2 separate regions of the Oryzias latipes genome follow, and region 2 is linked to region 1. Evidence: chromatin contacts called from public Hi-C data. All regions are on one chromosome and are shown on one strand. Each heading gives the region's core, a stretch centred on a gene start, on an enhancer-like site or on the middle of the called end of the contact. The rest is flanking DNA. Distances are from core to core; before and after follow the strand shown. Region 1 holds the start of LOC101156411 (SPRY domain-containing protein 3). Region 2 overlaps LOC101156411 (SPRY domain-containing protein 3).

Region 1 (2,790 bases), core at 154-2,653:
AAGGATTCTGATAGATAAACAAAATCAGGAAGACATTTTATTAAAGGTACAACTGTTTAGGACTTTTTTTTTGTGAAAAGCAAGGAAATGAGTCTGAGGTGATTTGGACAGAGAGGGATATTGGTAAACAGAAGATTAGATTAGATTATAACTGCCAAGCAAAGGAAGACTAAAGAAATGCTCAAAGAGTGTCATGGATGTGGTTTAGGAGGACATAAATGAATATTTTTTCTTTCATCCATCTTCCAAACTCACTGAATCCCTTTTGGGGCATCAGGGTTGCTGGAGCCTATCACAGCTCCTGTTGGGTGGAAACACCGTGGACAGGTCATCGGCCTGTTGCAAGGGCCACACACTCACTTAGGGACAATTTACAGTCACCAATGAAGCCATGACGCCTGATTTTGGACTGTGGGAGGAAACGGGTGAGTCTGGACAAAAACCCCACAGGCACATGGAGAAGATGTACGCATGACATAGAAAAGACTTTGAACCTTCTAGATGTGAGGTGAGAGCGCCAACCACTACACCAGCATGCAGCTGATGAAAAGTGATGCATGGTAAAACGTGTAGAGGATAAGGACGATGCAGATGGATGGATGGATGGATGAATTAATAAAATAAATAAATAAAATAAAATAAAATAGACCTTTAATGCAGTCTTGGCTACACCAAGTCTCTATGCATTTTAAGCGTTTCCATTCCCTAAATGAAATGGAATTAGAAGGAATAGACGGATATTTACGGACACACTATGCAGCAATAAGGCTTGTGACGACTATGACAGATATAAATGCGTGTATTATACAATTCCAGACACAGCCACAGGGATCGTCTTCCTTACAGTTGTCACTCATTTTGTTAAAGCAGTTTATTAAAATGACAAAATAAGCATAGAGAAAAGAAAACCGGATCGGATCATATCATATTTCGATATGTCACAATCTCGAGACTCAAGGAGGGACAGTGGCGTATTTACATAGTATAGGTTCACTAACAGGCATTTACCGATGGTTTATTTTTAAAACGCTAACAATATGTGCATAATTAGTGCAGCTGTTTCAGTTGTCAACTTTGCATTAAATGATGACTATTATTAGGTTTTACTGCTTTTGTACTTGTCAAGAGTAGACCAACATGAAGGCAGCTCTAGGTAGGTTAGCATGTGAGCGGGCTAAGTTATTTCAACAACATCGCGAGAACAGCTGAGTCATGGCAGACAGCGGTGCTTAAAATCCTTGTTCGCGTGGCTTTCGGGTCGTTTCCTTACCTGTCACCTCGGCGAATAAACAACAGACTCTTGCTTTGGTCCATCAGAAAATAGCGTTCCACTCAACGTTACGAAGTGGCGTTTGGCGCGTAGTTATGACGTCATTGCGTTGTGTTTTCTGCAGCCAATAAGGGTTAGGTTCCTTGACGGGGTGACCAATAGGTGACATGCATGCGGTCTCCCCGCGTGTGTCAGCCGCTGTTTGGTGACTGTCGTGTGTTTATGTTGTGGTGGCAACAAAAAAGTCAGACTTTATCTGCTTTTTGCTGCAAAAAAGCTTCAAACCCCTGTCTGATCACGTGTTGACGTAGACTCTTCCTCCACTGTTAGCAGAGGAGGTAACTGTTTTTGTTTTTTTGTTGTTGTTTTTTGGCCCAGATGGACCCTGGTCTGATCTAACCTTTTTATGTGAGAGGACCCTGTCCTGTGTAGCTGCCTTAGGGAGGAAAATGAAGACAGTCCGGAAACGAAACCCCACGTTGGTCTGGCAAGTGTCTTGGAACATTTTCCTTATTTGTAGAAACAGACTGGCACCATAGCTCGAGAAATGATGAGTCCACAAAGCAGCAGGTGATTTCTAACCCTGCTTGCCAAGATCTGGAGGCTGATGGCGAGGCAGATCTCATGCAGCCCTGAAACCTGGCAAGAGCAGGCCAGCCTCTGCTAGAGCTGGGGGGGGCCTGTCAGATGTCATTTCAAACGAACAACTTTGCCTCTCCTTATTAAAAAGGATTCCTTTTAGGTATACTTAGTCTATGCTAAAAGTCAGGCAGTACACTTGAAGTTTGCTTTGATATTCTACCTAGATATTGTCAACTTAAAATGTTCCAGGTTAGTCTGAAGAAGAATGCCGTTAGTCTACTTCCTACACTACACGTACACGGGCTACAATACTTACACTGAAGTCAACTGAATAACATAAACTTGAAGTGTACTTATAGGTTATCCTTATCTCAGTTCTTTGCTGTCACACATGACCTGCAAACCTGCGTTTCTAAGGCTCTACCTTTACTCTTCCTTTCCATGAAAGCAGGATGTTCGTGAATAAATCAGGAAAAAAATTCAGCTTTTGTATTTTTGAAATATTTTTATTGATTAGGTTCATGACACTTCTAACTTTAATGTCTGCAGCTATTATAGCAAATAAGTCATTTTTGCATTTCTCCTCCTTCACCTGTGTTTGGTTTAAATGACATGCACTGAAATATGTTTTAATTCTAAGTATCAAAGTATAAAATCTGAACTGATTGAGTGGAGCTGTAGACTGCTTTATTAGTTAATCGGCTCAGGCTTGCCCTTGAATTCTTGAAAAAGTGAGTCCTCTCCCTTTTCACACTCCTCAGGTGACTCTCCAAAAGCAAACAGCTGGTAGATAATAGCCATCTCTTTCAAATGTGCAGCTGAAACACACTCCCAAAGTGAACTATCTCATTAACGGATTATGCACACTGCTCTGCATTGCGAGAGCTTGCAGCAATGTTGAACGCCTGATATTTGCAGCGCACTTGATTCTTTTGTGG
Region 2 (2,790 bases), core at 114-2,613, 41 kb before region 1:
AAACTGAGGCTTCAAAGTTTCCATTGCAGTTGAAGTAGCAGTTGCACTCATTCAGCCAATTTAATGAGTTAACGAGCATGAAGAATCCGTTCCATCTTTCCATTTGTTTTGGATACATGCTGCGTCTCCCAGAGATGATGGCGTGTTTTCCTCCAACAGCCTGCATGTATGGCATTGTATTCGTTTCTCTAGGTTATACTGTGCCAACAGAAACCAGCATGATGTGACTCAAAGATAATTGTCAGTAATTTGGATTTGTTTTCTAACCTGCACCTCGATTACATTCGAGAAACACTTCTGAATGACAAAAGGGATGAGCAGGTGGGCGATGTCAATGCCATCTTCTGTCACCTGTCAATGGGCTTTGAAATGCTCACTTCTTCATTGAATCCATTGATTCTGAGGCACTGGAGCGGACTGGCGGCCCATCCAGGGTGTATCTATTGACTGTATATGCGAACTGGACTGAGTGACCCAAGAGGCCAAATCCTTAAGACTTCTATTGAGAAATAAACAGTTATGAGTCATTCTATTTGTCAGAATAAACATTCTTGCACCTATTTTTTAACATATTCTTACTGATCTTAATATTTTTTAACATTATTTTTTCTGTAGAGCAATTTATTTAAGGTATAAACTGACCAACCAGATGCCAAATTAAAAGTATGTGGTCTCCCGTTAAAAGTTTAAAAGTTTGAATGACATATTCTACAGTGCCGACTTTCAAGTGGTAGGGGTGTGACTGTAGACTTCCAACACACTCCTGATTAGAGAGAGTGGTGGTCATATAAAAACGATGCTCGCACCGAGATGGCCCAATCGCTGCTTACTGACATTGTCTCACTCCACCATGGCAGCGTCCATATTGCAAAAAAAAAAAAAAAAAACAGCGACTGTATTGACTGTACAGTAAATGGTTATACCCCACCCTTACCAAACAGTTGCTGGGATAGGCACCAGCAACGCAGTGATTCTGAAAGACTCTGATAAACAAACACAAATTGAACCCCAAAGGAGCTTCAGGTTTTGAACAAATTCAAGAAAACTGAGTCCCACCTGGACAAAATGAAAAAAAAAGGTAGAAGGATTTAGAGAGGGTATTACTGAAAAGCAAAAAAGAGAAAACTTTGCTGTTTACATTCATGAAGATGAGAAGCCCATTGGAGCAACACTGTTGAGGCCTTGGCCAAGACAAAGAGCAACATTAGAGGCCACGACATGAGAGAAATTTCAGCAATGCTGTCGGACAACCCCACAGGGAATCTGGCAGCAGGAAATAGAGACGCGCAGAGGAAAACTGAGAGGACAGAGTGAGACATCAGCAAAATCAGAAAGACAAGGAGGAATGCAGCTCTTGCTCCAAGGCTGAAACCCCTTGATCCACCAAGTCTGCTCTTCTCCCCGCTCCACTAAACCACAAGCCGGAGGATTCCTCTGGCTGGCTGCCGTGGGGGCCACAGCACTTTAAATGTTTACCCCTTGATTGATGAGGTCTAGACACCGATAACGAGTGATCTGGAAGAACTTTTCGAAATTGCAAAGTAAACAAGAAGAGGACTTACTCAATGTAAACCACAGATTTGTGCCTGATAAATAGATCAGGCATTAAATGGCTGCTTTTACAACAGTTTTCCGGGCAATTGTTACATCCATCAGCTTTAATGTAACTCTGGAAGTTTTCTTCATCCATCACAAAAACCCAAGTGGTCATCCGAGGGGAAAAAAGTAGCAATTATAAACTAACCCCCAAAAAGAACAAACATCTGTTCACTGCAGACTGTTGCTAGTTTGAAATGTCCAATTAGACTGGGAATAACATGGACAGCTCACAAATTTGTTGATATTTTCCTACTTTTAATGTTTCAGCAGAAAATCTCTTATTAATGGCTGCAATCCCATATTGGTAGATGCACATTTTGTAGCTTAGTCTAAGAAAAATCTACATGTATGTATGAACAATAGCCATTAATATTAAATTAAGAGGTAAATATTACAGAAAAGTGAAAAACAATTAAGAAAAATTGCATTTTTTTAGCAGTCCACGTCCATTTTTAGGTTCAATTACAAACACAGGAATACTAATGGATTATCCTTACTACAGTGTGTGGAAATGGAACACAGATGGGATGTATACGCCAGGTTGAAACCCATCCCAAAGTGTACTATTTTGGTTTTTTTCCTTTTTATTTTATAATTCGGGGTTCTTTGTGTTGTCTTGACTTCCTTCTGTGTATTGTACACCCTAAACACACCTGCTTTTCAAAGTGTGGAAACATTGTCCTCTGATCTGACTGCTAAACAAAGTTGGTGAAGATTGATTGCTTCATTTCAAGTTATTTAAAAAATATAAGGAAAAGCAAAATGATACAAAATTGCCACGTTGCCTGGAGTGTACCTCTGGCAACATGGCTGGAAAAAAAAAAGAAAAGTGAATGTTTTTTGGGTCTATCTTTAAGTCGATCTTTTTGACAATCTAAAATGAACAATCAAACTGTAATTCTGTAGAGGTTTGAGCTGTAATAAAATAAAAACAGTCTCATAAAAAAAACATACACTTAGTGACCAAATGCAGTGCAGCAATAAAAACTGCTGGTCTGCTTGTTCATACACCTTCCAATAACCATTAGAAAAAAAAAAGCCACTGGTATAAATGTTAAATTAGCATTAAGGGAGGTCTGCAACAACTAACACAATGTGTTTTTTTACCTCATCAATAAAAATGTGCCAACAGATGTGTAGCACGGATGCATACTTTTATAACACTCATCCCAACATACATTAAATAAATCA

Evidence for each region. A called contact is a pair of places that touch in the nucleus more often than the background predicts.
Region 2: a contact with region 1 is called in a Hi-C map of embryo, with 2.0 times the contacts expected there. The contact joins the enhancer-like site here to the promoter of LOC101156411 in region 1. A contact is called at or near these places in 4 of 5 Hi-C or Micro-C datasets (embryo and gastrula embryo).

Annotation. Positions count from the first base shown.
Region 1 is chr7:26,188,934-26,191,723 of ASM223467v1, reverse strand. LOC101156411 (SPRY domain-containing protein 3) reads right to left here and starts at 1,403. Exons shown (of 10, transcript XM_023956949.1): 1 at 1,271-1,403.
Region 2 is chr7:26,229,729-26,232,518 of ASM223467v1, reverse strand. The region is part of intron 6 of LOC101156411 (SPRY domain-containing protein 3); the gene reads right to left. Among protein-coding and RNA genes, the nearest start is that of LOC101156411, 41 kb to the right of the region's middle. Within about 2 kb of position 1,363, at least 3 of the 8 cell types and tissues checked have an H3K27ac peak or open chromatin away from gene starts, as enhancers often do. A contact at or near this core is called in embryo, where this site is marked.